2 separate regions of the Ovis aries genome follow, and region 1 is linked to region 2. A link is a contact called in public Hi-C data. All regions are on one chromosome and are shown on one strand. Each heading gives the region's core, a stretch centred on a gene start, on an enhancer-like site or on the middle of the called end of the contact. The rest is flanking DNA. Distances are from core to core; before and after follow the strand shown.

What was found. Hi-C and Micro-C count contacts between places; a contact is called where the count stands out from the background.
Region 1: a contact with region 2 is called in a Hi-C map of hypothalamus, with 2.9 times the contacts expected there. The contact joins the enhancer-like site here to the promoter of PTPRS in region 2. A contact is called at or near these places in 3 of 16 Hi-C or Micro-C datasets (hypothalamus, muscle and tail adipose tissue).

What each region holds. Positions count from the first base shown.
Region 1 is chr5:16,839,035-16,845,776 of ARS-UI_Ramb_v3.0, reverse strand. PTPRS (protein tyrosine phosphatase receptor type S) reads right to left here. Exons shown (of 35, transcript XM_060416308.1): 12 at 6,237-6,430; 13 at 6,069-6,095; 14 at 3,280-3,397; 15 at 944-1,552; 16 at 387-484. Among named protein-coding and RNA genes, the nearest start is that of PTPRS, 90 kb to the right of the region's middle. Within about 2 kb of position 3,721, at least 9 of the 54 cell types and tissues checked have an H3K27ac peak or open chromatin away from gene starts, as enhancers often do. A contact at or near this core is called in hypothalamus, where this site is marked.
Region 2 is chr5:16,747,596-16,753,988 of ARS-UI_Ramb_v3.0, reverse strand. It overlaps PTPRS (protein tyrosine phosphatase receptor type S), which reads right to left and starts at 1,371. Exons shown (of 35, transcript XM_060416308.1): 1 at 1,223-1,371.

The DNA of each region.
Region 1 (6,742 bases), core at 2,472-4,971, 89 kb before region 2:
ATTCTCAATTACAGGCAAGTCTCAACTCAAAGTTCCAATCCTTAAAACGTCCAGATTCCGCACTTAGGCTTGACTAGACACTGAGAGACTGAGCCTCAAATACTAGCTGATCCCCAGCTAAGCCCCAGTTCTGAGCGAACCCTAATTCCCCCACTGAACCACGACCCCTGCTGAGTCCCAACTGTGCATCCCAATCCTGACTGAGCCCCGAACCCAGGCTGAGCCTCAATATCCCACCCAGTCACCAGTCCAACTGACCCCCTACCCTGACTCCAGATGGTACCCTCACCCTGGTCGAGCCCCGCCCCACATATACTCTAACCCCGGCTGAGCCCCACCCCAACACACCCTAGCCCCCCGTCCTAGATGTACAGGAGGCTGCGCACCTTGTATGGGGTGGGTGAGTTGTAGTTGTCTGGGAATTCCCAGCTGAGCAGGACCGATGTCTTCATGATCATCTTCACCTTGAAGTTCTTGGGCGAGACTGTGCCACACAGCAGCAGGTGGGAGAGAGCAGAGGAGAGATTCCCATGAGTGCTGGGGGGCTGGGCATGGGTACGGGGTGGGGTGGGGCGGCCCAGGCGCTCCCTGTCGTCCGCTGTGCCCGTGGCCTTACTGCCTGGCCCTGGCCCGGCCCTGCCTGGCCCTGTCCCATGTCCCTGCTGCGGGAGACGGCGCAGCTGCAGAGAGAAGGCGGAGGCGGAGGAGGGGAGGGGGGACGGGTTGGGTGGGTGGGTGGGGGGCGGCGGTGGGGGCGGCGGTGCCACCTAGGCATGTCCCACCTTTGCCAAACGCCGGAGCCTCGGGGTCCGGACTCGCCTTGAGCGTCCACGTGGAAGCAGAAAAGTGACCACTTACCTGGGCAGGGGAGAGGGAGGGGGCTGGGGTAGGGGTGGGCACGAGGCCCGGTCCGGCTCTGGTGCGGGGGTCACCGCGCGCCTACCTTGGTCCCGCAGGAACGTCCGGTAGCGGACAGGGGGGCTGTAGGGGCCGGGGCCCCGGCGCGTGTGGGCCCGCACTTGGAGGTCATAGGCCGTGTCGGGCTTGAGGCCCTGCAGCGTGAGCACGTTCTCGGCGCCCGGCTCGGCCGCCGCCGGCAGCTCGGTCTCTCGGGCGGGGCCCAGGGTGCCAGCCTCCCGCACGGCCACTGTGTACTTGACAATGGCCCCGTTGCGCTCGGCGGGCACGGGCGGCAGCCAGCGGAGCAGGACGGTGCCCGCCGTGGCGTTGCCGGCTGCCTCCAGGATCTGCGGGTGGCCACGGGGTGTGTCCTCAGGGATGCTCAAGACCTCGGCCACCTCCTCGCCCAGGCCACCTCGGCTCCGGGCCGCCAACCGGAACACATACGTGGCCCCCTTGTGCACGCCCGATGCGGTGTAGTGGTCCTCGGTGGGCGGGAACTCCAGCGTGGCCAGGGGGGATGAGTCTTCGCGGCCGAACTGCAAGCGATAGCCCAGCACCTCGTCCTCGGTGGCGCCGGCCGGGGGCTCCCAGCGTGCCAGCAGGCTGCCCTCAGGGGTCTGCTGCACCGACAGGGTGGGGCGGCCCAGCACTGTGGGGGGATACAGGGCAGGCATCAAGGCCACGTGATCAACCCCCAGCTCCAGAGCACAGCGTGAGGTTGCAATTTTTTGGCCACTTGTGGGATCTCAGTTCCCCAACCAGGTATCGCACTTGGGCCCTCAGCAGTGAAAGCACAGAGTCCTAACCACCAAACCACCAGAGAAGTCCCAAGGAACTGCAGTTTTTAAAAGCCATCTTGGGAAGGCCATGCTCAAAAGCAAAGACTCGAGGGAGGTGAAAGAGGGAGCCACAAAGAGGTCCGGGGGGGAACAGTGCTTCAGGCAGAGGGAACAGCCACTGAGGGACAGGGGAAGCAGGGGACGCAGAGGACCCGAGACAGGAAAGCACCCACAGAGGCCACAGCAGGCCCTCATCTCTGCATCTCGAGTGAACAAGTCACTTGTCTCCTGCCTCCTGCCAGCGCCTCATTAGCATCAATGGAATGGAGGAGTGTCTAAAACCCTGTCTCTGCCCCCCATGGTTCTCACAGTTTGGGTAGTAATCAATGCATCAAAGTCCTGAGAAGTCCTGCAGTGCTGAAGTGCTACACGTGAAACCAGGCTTCTCTGCTGGAGGACTTATCAGGGCCTTTAATGGAAGGTGGTATGAACAGTCACAGTGTATGCGGCAGGTTCTGCTTAGCAAGCATGACTCTAACACAACATCCCTGAGAGAGGCAAGAGAGACATGGGAAGCTTCCTGGAGGTGGTAACATGGGAGCTGGATGCTGGATGACAAAGATACTAGGCAGGTGAAGAGCACAGTAGGGGGCATGGGCCAGCAACAGTGTGAAGGCATGCCGTGTCCAGCTGGGCGGCCTTGAATATCAGGATCTGTGGTGAGAAGAAAGATGGAGGCCATGGGGGTCCTTCTCTGTTTTGGAACACACCAAGCTTGTTCCCCTCTCTGAGCCTTTGCTTGGGTTATGCTCTCTGCTTGCAATGCCCTCCCCTTAGGTTTTCACAGCTGCCTCTCTCCTCACTCAGCTAATCCTGGCTGGTGAAAAACCAGCCTCTCAGGACTGACAGGAGGAGCCAGAGGGGAAACTAAGGCAGGGCTGCCAGGAGAGGAGGCTTCATGGTACCATGGGGGAGATGGAGACACGACCCTGAAATGACAACCTGCTTGTGGGGATCGGAGCTGGGATGGGGGAGGCAGGTGGGGCAGAGAGCAGAGCTGGTCACGATTGTTGGCTGGAAGGGGGGTGAGGCGGGTGGCTGGAGAAGGCTTCTCAAGGAGGGAGACTAATCAAAGACCTACAGGATGTGGAGGAGACAGCCAGCTGGGAGAAGGGTTATCAGCACAGGGGGAACAGGAGGCAGAGGGTGAGAAGTTAGGAACTGCCTGTTTAAGAGATGTCCCTGGTGATCCAGGGGCTAAGATTCTGTGCTCCCAACGCAGGGGGCCCGGGTTTGATCCCTGGTGGGGGAACTACATCCCACACGCAGCATGTAAGAGTTCACACGCCACAACGAAGACTCAGCGCAACCAAATCAATATGTTAAAGAAAAACAAAAAGAGTAGGGTGTTGAAGGTTTCCATCTAGCTGGAGCTGAATGGGGCTGGACCACGCTGAGTCTGGGTGTCCTCTTGAACAACCCCCACACTTTGCTCTGCTCCTCCCTCCTGGTGCACCCTCCCGCCCCGCCACGCACCATGGGCTCAAGAACTCTGCAAGGACGCTCTGAGGGCAAAGGGTCAGTGACAGTCTCGTACCTGCTCCCTTGGTCACTACCACCTTGGGTTTACTGCGAGCGCCATCGCCTTTCATGGTGTAGGCGGCTACCGTGATGGAATAGGCAGTCTCAGGCTGCAGGTTTGTGATGACCATCTCCTGCGGGCAGGGGTGGCGATCAGTGATGCAGCCTGGGCTGCCCACCCTCCTCCCCGTGCCAGGGACAAGCCAGGCGGACGCGGGGCCCAGTCCGCGGGCAGAGACGTGCACCCGAGCTCATGCCACAGATCTCAACACGTAGCATGTTCATGCTGAGATGGGCACACGTGGCCTCATGACACCAGTCATGGCCCACCTGGACCAGGGCAATGCCCAGCCCCCTGCTTTGGTCCCCAGCTACCACGCTTTCCCACCCAGTCTGTCCTCCCTGCAGTGGCCTCCAGAGGGCGTGTGTGAGCACCTGACCACAGCCCTCCAGGACTCCCAGTTCCCTACGGGCAAAAGCCCAAGTCCCTCCCACCGCCTGCTGCCCACAAGGCCCTGACTGAGCTGCCCTGTCCCCTCCCTCGCTCACTCTGCTCTAGCCACATGGGCCTCCTGGCTATTCCTCCTACACACCGGACACAGCCCCGCCCTGGGGCCTTTGCACTGGCTGTCCCCCCTGCCTCCACTATGTCCCTTGGAGTGCTGGAGATTCCTTACAACAGCTCTCAAAAGCCAAGAGTCAGGCTTTCAGAAAATCTGCAAGCCAGTTCTTAAAACACAGTGATGATGGAAAATGAATTATAGAGGCTTCCCTGTTGGCTCAGTGGTAAAGAATCTGCCTGCCAATGCAGGAGACACGGGTTCAGTCCCTGGTCAGGGAAGATCCTACATGTGGTGGAGCAACCATGCACCACAGCTACTAAGCCTGTGCTCTAGAGCCTGGAGCCACAACCACTGAGCCCACGTGCCGCAACTCCTGAGGCCTGAGCGCCCTAGAGGCTGCGCTCTGCACCGAGAGAAGCCACTGTAACAAGCAGCCCAGGCTCACTGCAGCAGGAGAAAAGCCTGCACGGCAACGGAGACCCGGCACAGCCGGAAACAATAAAATTTAAAAAACTATGAAAAATGAAGTTATATAAATGTACAATCAAATAAATAGTAAAAACAAAGGGAGTAAATACTCAAACCCGTTCCTCCTTAATTATTTTACTGTGTTAACTAATACTTATGCCTTCAAGGTTATTCTTTTTTAAAATTATATCTGAAATTGTAACAAGTTTGCAGCAGTATATTTTTAAACTTTTTTCCCTTCATTTTCTTTTCTACTATGGTCCAGGAGCCACTCAGGTAAGAGGGCTAGTGGATACCTCCAGGGTCCTCAGCAGGTACCTATTTACCTGATGCAAAACTGAGGCTACAAGCTCCAAGAGGTAACAAGGTCACAGGATACTGAACAGTTGCCTGTGCTACATATTACGACCCTGTTGTTCACCCACATCCATCTCTCATATCTGTTTAACAGAAATACTATACAATGATGAGCTACCGCAAACCTGACTGGTAGCTTGAAATTGACGTGGTGGGAATGTTTACACCATGGAGAAGGGTAAATGCCACACCAGTCAGGACTGTGCCCACCTGCCCGCCTGCCTGGACAGCTGACCGTTCAAGCCTTTACACCACTGTCTACACCCCTTCCTCACCAGAGCTGTAACTAGACAGGCATTTGTGCGTGTTCCAAGTAATATCCCTCTCCCCTGGACCATGACCCCCCTTGGGCTCAGGGCTGTCCTGGCCACCGCTGTGTCCACGGCACCTAGCAGAGATCTACACTAGAGGAAGTGCTCAGTTACTCACTGCTCCCTCAGTGACTGACAGAGCACCCTGACCTCCCCCACAGGCACACGTGTGCCCATGTTTCCATCCATGCACACCCACCAACACGTCAGCCATGCCTGGGAGCGGTGGGGTGGCCCCAGGAGCACAAGGAGGGGGGCCAGGATGCACGAACAGGGGTCTCCTGCCCCTGAGCCTCAGACATTATCCTTCCCAGGGTCTTCGTGGGTTGGAGAAGCTAACCTGGAGCCACATGGGAATGTCCCCCCAAAACTGGGATGGGAGTGGGGAGTACAAGGCAAAGCCACTGGAACGGGTGAGGCTGTGTTAATCTAACATTGGGTTTGGGGATCTCAGAAGAGCCTGTGGCCCCCATCTTAGGAGCAGAAAGACAGCCCAAGAGGCAGTGATTCGCCTAGAGCCACACAGTCATCCTGACTCTGGTTCAGGGCCTCCAGAGAAAGCTGGAAGGGGTAGAAACAGTTGTTCCACAGGCCTCTTGTCCCACCTGGGGCCCAAGGACCACTCCCCCCACACTCCAGAGCCAAAATGAAGGGGAGGGGCACTTTGGCCTGAGACAAATTTCAAGGTGAGGGAAGGCTGAGCCAAGTGATGAGAGTCAGGCTAGGTGGGAAAGTGACTGTTCTAACTTCCCAGGCCTGGGTCCATTAAGGGAGGCTGTAAGGTGGAGGAGGGTGGGCAATGCTGTGGAAACAGCTGGAGGGAAGATGTGTGGGAGACCACAGCGGGGAGCTAGCCTAGGGGACGGGGGTGGGGAGGCAAAGGGCCAGCGGAGTCCAATGGCCACGCAGCTAAGAAGGCTAATGGATACCTCCGGGGTCCCCAGCAGGTATCCATTTATCTGATGCGAAAACGAGGCTGTACACTCCAAGCTCCAAGGGGTAAACTGGGCATGCACGGGGGCCCAGGGGAGGAGACCCTTTTACAAGGGGCGTGCAGGGAGGTGTGGGCTCACAGCACTGACAGTGGCTGGGGGGGCGCTACTTACATATTCAGCCGTGTCGTCCATCTCCCACTGAGCGGGGAGGAGGCGGCAGGAGAGAGAGGAGGAGGTGAGCGAGGTAGCCAGAGAGAGAAAGAGAGAAGCAGCGGGAGGGCAGGAGCGCAGGGACCCCGCCCCGCCCTGCCCCCAGGCCCCGCCCAGAGCCCCGCCCACCTGGGCGTCGGCCAGCATGATGTCCTTGATGCGCGGCGGCCCTCGGGCCTCTGCGCCCTCCATGCGCACGTAGTGGACCTGGTAGCCGCGGATCTGGCCGTGCTGGCGGCCGGGCGCGGGCGAGCGCCACAGCACGCGAATGGCCGTGGCGTTGAGCGCCTCCGCCTCCACCTTCCGCGGCGGCGCGCTGGGCACTGGCGGGAGGAGGGGAGGGGGGGGCGGGCGGGGCCGTTACTGGGGTGCCCAGCCCCGCCCGGGCAGCGCCACTGCCCGATGCCAGGGTGACGAGTGACTGCCGGTTAACCGGGCGCTCTGAGCGCTCCCCACTGGCGAGGAGGGAGTACCTCTCGCACACCTCCCACAGCCCAGGGAGTGAGCCCTGATGGTGCACCCTCTTTACAGATTGGCAACTGCGGCTCTCAGAGCCTAGACCACGTGCCCAAGGCCACCAGACATGGCCGGGTCCTGCATGCCCCATCCAAAGAGTTTACCCACACTGACTCCAC
Region 2 (6,393 bases), core at 122-2,621:
GAATTTCAGAGAGAAAGCAGTTGAAGTGGGTTCTCTGATTTACGGGGAGTTTCGTGGGGGTAAGTATCGAGGATTTGTGGACAGGTGGAATCCTAAATGTGGCAATGTTTCCATAAGGAGCGGTGAACTTGGCCGTAACTCGGTCGAAACCCTCGCGCCCAGAGTACCGGCGCTCTAACTCGGGGTGGGGGGGAGGGCTTCCCTCTGGGTAAGGGGGCCCCCGCGCCCCCTTCAACCTGGTTCCGACGGCTCCGCCCCCAGGGATGACGTCACCGCCCCTCCTCCCAGCCCCCAAGGGGGCTCCCAGGGCGTGCAGAACCCGCGAGGCTAGCAGCTGAAGGGGCGGCTTCCCCTCTCCCGGGATCCCCATGGGGGCCCCAGCTCCTAGGGGAGGTCGGGCGCCCGGCACGCGCGCCCGCCCGCCCGTCCGCCCGTCCGCCAGGGTCCCTGGGGCTGGGGGCTGAGTCTTGCCCCACTTGGGGGATATGAGAGGGGCGATGGGTCCGCAAAAGGGTGGGGCAAGGCAAGGTAGCGGAGGGCCACCCCCCATCAAAGGATAGATGAGACCGAGAGGGCGCTAGGGGGAGACAGCATTGAGTAGGGGGTCTCTAGAGGAGGGGGATTAAAGAGCGAAGGCGGAGGGCACAACAGCTACCCTGGGCGCACCGTCCAGTCGGTGCCCTCCTCGCTCTCACCTGGAGGCACCTGTCCCGGGCTTGTCTCCACTCCGGGCCGCCCGCGCGCCCCCCAGCCCCAGCACAGCGCCCCCTGCCTCCGGAACCCGCCCGGGGAGCCTGGCTGGGCGCCGCCGGGGCCAGCACCCCCTCCGCACATACGCGCGTCCTCCCTCCGCGCCTTTGCCCCGCCCGCAGCCCGGGGTGGTGCAGCCGGCGGCGCTGGGCAGCTTCCAACGCCGCGCTCCGGGCGAGTCCAGCCCAGCCCCCTCCCGGCCGCGAAACCCCCAGCCCCGCCCGCCGAGCCCCATCCCCCGCAGCCCCTTCCCACCCCGGCCCAGCCTCTCAGGGGCATTGTTCGGACGTAGCCTGCCCGGCGCAGCGGCTGGGCGTGCAGCCGGCTGCAGCGGAGCATCCTCCAAGCACAATGGCCGTACAGGCTTCCCCGGCACAAAGCCGGCGCGCTGCCCACTCCGCCGTCTCCAAGACCCCCACTGGAGCGCCTGCATTTCTTTGAATCGAATTCAAGATTATTTTTCCCCCTTTACCTGGAGGCTGGCTGGGCTGGGCTCCCCCGGCTCTGCCCCGCTTCACATCCTGGCTGTTGCATGGGATTCGAGCGGAGCCCGAGCGCCAGCGGCTCGCGGCGTGCGCGCGCCGGCCGGGCTGCCGGGCGGGCGGCGCGAGGACACTCACTGCGGCTCGCGCTCCCCTCGCGCCGGCTCGCGCGCCCCCCCAGCCGGTGACGTCATCCCTTCCGCCACCGCCGCCGCCGCCGGCCGGGGGCGGGGCCCGCTATGGCGCGTCACTGCGCAGCCGCGCAGCCGCCACGCCCCTCGGCCAATGAGGCGGCTTTGGCGGGGGCACGTGGGCCGGGGCGTTTAAAGGGCTGTAGGAGCACGTGGGGGTGTGGGGCTTCGAGGGACAGCACCAGGGACCCCTCTGCCCGCTGGTCCCCCCGTTAGCCCCAGGGCACTTGGCACAAGGGTCATGGTGCTTGCCATCTCCTGGTCTAGACTCTGCCCTGGCTTTCCAGTGCCCTCTGTATAAATTCCAACCTCTTCTGTGAGACTCACTTCTCCGCACTGGCACCCACCACCTTATTCCAGGTGTCCATGCTTAAGCCAAACCAGCATCTTACAGTTCTTCCAGTCTACTCACTCCTGACAAGATCTTGCTCCTGCTGTTCCTTCACCTGGCACAGTCTTCCCCGCGGCACACACCCCCCCCCCCCACGCCTCCCCCCACCCCCGCCCGGGGATTTTTCTGGGTCTTCCAAGGTGGCGCTAGTGGTAAAAAAAAAAAAAAAAAAAAAAACCGCCTGCCAATGCAGAAGATGCAAACAGATGAGGGCTAGATCCCTGGGTTGGGGAGATTCCCTGGAGGAGGACACGGCAATCCACTCCAGTATTCTTGCCTGGAGAATCCCTTGGATAAAGGAGTCTGGTGGGCTACACTCCATAGAGGGGCAAAGCGCCGGACAGGACCAAAGCGACTTAGCACAGCATCTTCCCCAGTTCTTCTCTCCCGTCTCTGTTCAACCGGCAGCACCTGGAAGAAGCCCTCCTTGACTATGGCCATCGGCCACCCTAAGCTCCATTATCTATGCCATCATCCTGATTTTATTCTGATCATGCTAGGGTGTACCTCCGTGGGGCCTGGAGATCCTAGCTTATTGATTGCATGAATGAGGGAACATTTCCTGCAGAGTAAGCACTTTCCAAACCTCTCACCTAATTACCATCACCTGCTGCCCTTGAGGCAAGGCAAACCACAGTAGGAACCCCAGCTCAAACACTGGCTTGCTGTGTGGGGCCCTATCTCAGCTTTTCCACCTGCAAAATGTGTTTGCTCCACCTCCCTGGGTCTCAGTTTCCCATCTGTGAAATGGAGCAAGGTGGCCGTTGCTCACAAGAGAGAGAGTGTAAGGATGAAGTGTGGTAGGGTGCCTGCCTGGCGCATAGTTGGCACATGAAAATGGGACAGTGAGGGGGAAAGGACAGAAAGAAAAAAGGGAAAGATTACCATGGAGGGCTGGAGGGCTCAAAGATGCCAAACAAGATTGCGCATCAAATGACTGTGTTCTGAACCGGTTGGAAGCATCTTATTTCATCAAGGTATGAGTTTGAAGAGGGCCTCATGCGCATAAAAGGACTCAAGTTTAGAATTTGGGGGGGTTTTCCTCACAAATCGTTGATTCATTCATTCCTGGCCAAAGATGCAGATATAAACAAAAGGCATTAACCCCAGGGAACAAAACAAAAAGGCGGAAGTCATAAATAGGAGACAAGAGAGGAGAGGATGAATAATTAAACAGGGAACCTAAATTAAGCCTGGAGTTTCCCAGCGGCCAGTGCAGGTTTGCAGAACTTATTTGTCTTCCTTCCTGGCAGTGTGACCCTGACCATTGACAATCTGACCTTGGTTTTCTCATCCAAGCAATGGAGATACAACTGCATCTTAAAGAATCAAACGGGATGGTCTGTGCACAAATGCTTAGCTGATCTGAAATACACAGTAGGTGCTCAAGCCCTGTATACTCGTTGGAGGTAGACTTCTGGTTCTGGAGGGGCTGGACATGGCATGAGCCACACTTAGCCCTGCCACCTATTAGGTGAAGGACTTTAAAAATGCCCCTCTGAGCCTCACTGCTACCGTCTTCAGAAAGGGTACAATCTCGTCTACTTCTGAGAGTTCTTGTGAGCTGGCAAGGAAAACAGTTGCAAAACATGGTACAGTGCGTGCTCAGGACACCAAACCATTCAAGCCATCAATCTGTGTGCCAGGCTGTTTCTAGGGCTGGGCACAGAAAGAAACAAAACAGGCTAAAAAATTCCTGTCCTCTAGAAGTTGATTCCAGGGGAGGAAATAGACAATATCTCACTTGGGGTAAAAACACAAGCCTTCTTTGCAGCCCACAAGGTACTCCACTGCCTACCCCCCATCAGCTCCCTGCTCTCACCATCTGCTCCCCCAACCCTTGCTCACTCCTGTCCACCTGTACCAGCCACCTCACTGTTCCTTGCAAACATCAGGCACAGTCCAGCCTCAGGGCCTTTGCACTGGCTGTTCCCTTTTCCTAGAATGCTGTTCCCAAGGCTGGCTCCTCATCCTTCAAAACTCTGAGAGACCCTCCCTGACCATCCTGCCAAAGTTTATCTTCATCTCTGTACCTGATTATTTATTATGATTTGGAGTGATTACTATCTGGGGACAGTTTGTTTGTTTTCTGTCTCCCCACTTTATCTGTGCCTCAGTTTACCCATCTGCCAATGCAGGATAGTAAGAATCTCTTATCTCCTCGGGTGTTGGGAGGGTGAAATGAGTTACTTCATCTAGATTCTAGAAGGGATTGCTTGATAAATGTGTAAATGGGAAAACCAGGATGACTAGCCAGGTGATCATAAAAATCCATACAAGGGGAACAGAACATTCTAGTCTGATATTATTGCCAGCCCTGGAATATAGACAAGTGTCAGAGGGCATTAAAGATCCAGTAACCAAGACTTCCTGCAAGCCAAAGCTTGAAGAGAAAATAGGAGAGAATATTCTCCCTTGGGGCATGGCTTAAGCCTCAGAGCTCCACAAGGTGGAAAACACTAGAATTGGGAGGTGGGGTGTGGTAGGTTCTGAGTCTCTTGTGTCTGCCAACCACAGGGAATGGCAAGCTGTGGAGGTGACTCATGGTTTGTGGGGTGAATCGTTCAGTCATTGAGCATTGCCGCCTCGTGCAGGGGAGTGGTGGGCTTTCTCCATTTTTCCCTCCTCCTCCCTCTGTGCCAACACACTCTCCAATCCAGCACCTCCCAAAACCTGATTATTAGCTTTGTTTTTTTTAATTGAGACAACTCCAGAGGAACCATCAACTGCCCGTCACGGCATGTATAAGACTGTTTCTGCCAAGTTCGCAGAACCCAGCCTTCAATTCTTGAAAACCGCTTCCAAAACATCTCCCCCACAACTCTGCCCTATGCCAGAGTTCACTGTCTTTGTACATTCCTTCAGGTCAAACATTTCCTTCTCTGTCTCTACCCAAGTTCACTTCAAATGCCAAAGAGAAAAGGGGCAGATGGAAACACCTCCTTGGCTAACAGCTTGCTCTTTTCTATATTCAATGTGGGGCTCCCTTGGGGGTCCCCCTGAGTTAGCTTATCAGGAAATCATTAGGACTCTGGAGTCAGAGAGACATGGCTTCAAATCCTGGCTGTGACATTTAAAATTCAACATCCCTCATGATAAAATACGCAGCAAACTAGGCGTAGAGGGTACTTCCTTGACCTGATAAAGGACATCAACCAACAACATCATACTTAATGATGAAAGACTGAATGATGTCCCTCTAATCCCTCTAAGATCAAGAACGAGACAGTGATGTCCCTGCTCACAAGTCATATTCAACATTGTACCAGAGAGTATAGTCAGATAGTTAGGCAAGAGGACAGGCATCCAGATGGGAAATGAAGAATTAAAACAATCTCTATTTGCACATCATTTTATAGATAGAAAAGCCTGAGGAATCCACTTAAAAAAAAACTGTTAAAACTAGTAAACAAGTTCAGCAAGGCTGCAGCACTAATACACTAAATCCATTGTATTTCCTAAGCAGTGGCAATAAACACGAAAAATGAAATCAAGAAACCAATACCATTTGCACATATCAAAAAGAATAAAACACTTGGAGATACATTGACTGAGAAAGGCAAAACTTATACTATGAAAACGGCAAGGTGGTGCTGGAAGAAATTAAAGAAGACCCAAACAAATGAAAAGACATCCCATGTTCATGGATTGGAAGACTTGATACTGCTAAGATGGCAATATTCCCCAAATTGTCCTACAGGTTCAACCTAATCCTTATCAAAATCCCATTTGACTTCTTTGCAGAAATTGACAAGTGGATTCTAAAATTCTCATGGGAGTTAGAGGGACCCACAATAGCCAAAACAATCCTGAAAAAGAACAAAGTTGAGGGGCTCACACTTCCCAATTTCAAAACTTATTGCAAAGTTATAGGCATCAAGACAGTGTGGTCTTGGGGTTAAGACTCTGCACTTGCAATGCAGGGGGCATGTGTTTGATCCCCGATCTGGGAACTAGTTCCTGCATGCCACAACTAGGAGTTCACCTGCTGCAGCTAGAGATCCCACACGCCACGGCTAAAGAGCTCACGTGCGCGGCAAAGGCTGAAGATCCCACGCGCCACAAGTAAGACTCACCATAGCCAAAATAACGGACAATTCAAAAATATTAAAACATAAAATAAAAATAATAAAACACTAGGGACTTCCCTGGTGGTCCAGGGGTTAAGACTCTGCACTTCAACCGCAGGAGTCGTAGGTTTGATTCCGGGTCGGGGAACTAAGATCCTACGTGCCACACGGTACAACCAAAATAAATAAATAATTAATTAAATTAAAATTGTAAAGACATTAAACAAACTCTTGGCTATGCTATCCCTGACTTACACGACTCTAAGCAAACCATGTATCTCTTTGTTATTCTCAGTTTCTTTGCCCTGAAATCAGGTATAATTAGACCAACCCCTCTCAGGCTTTCTGTGAGAGTCAAATAACCCATGTCACAGGTAATTATTTGGGGAAGTATAAGGAAATGAATCCAAGTATCCAAGAGAAGGGAACAAGCATGAATTAACCAGGTATGACCCAACTGGGAGTAGTATACAGCAATGAAAAAGGAAAGGTAGCATGGACCCATGAGG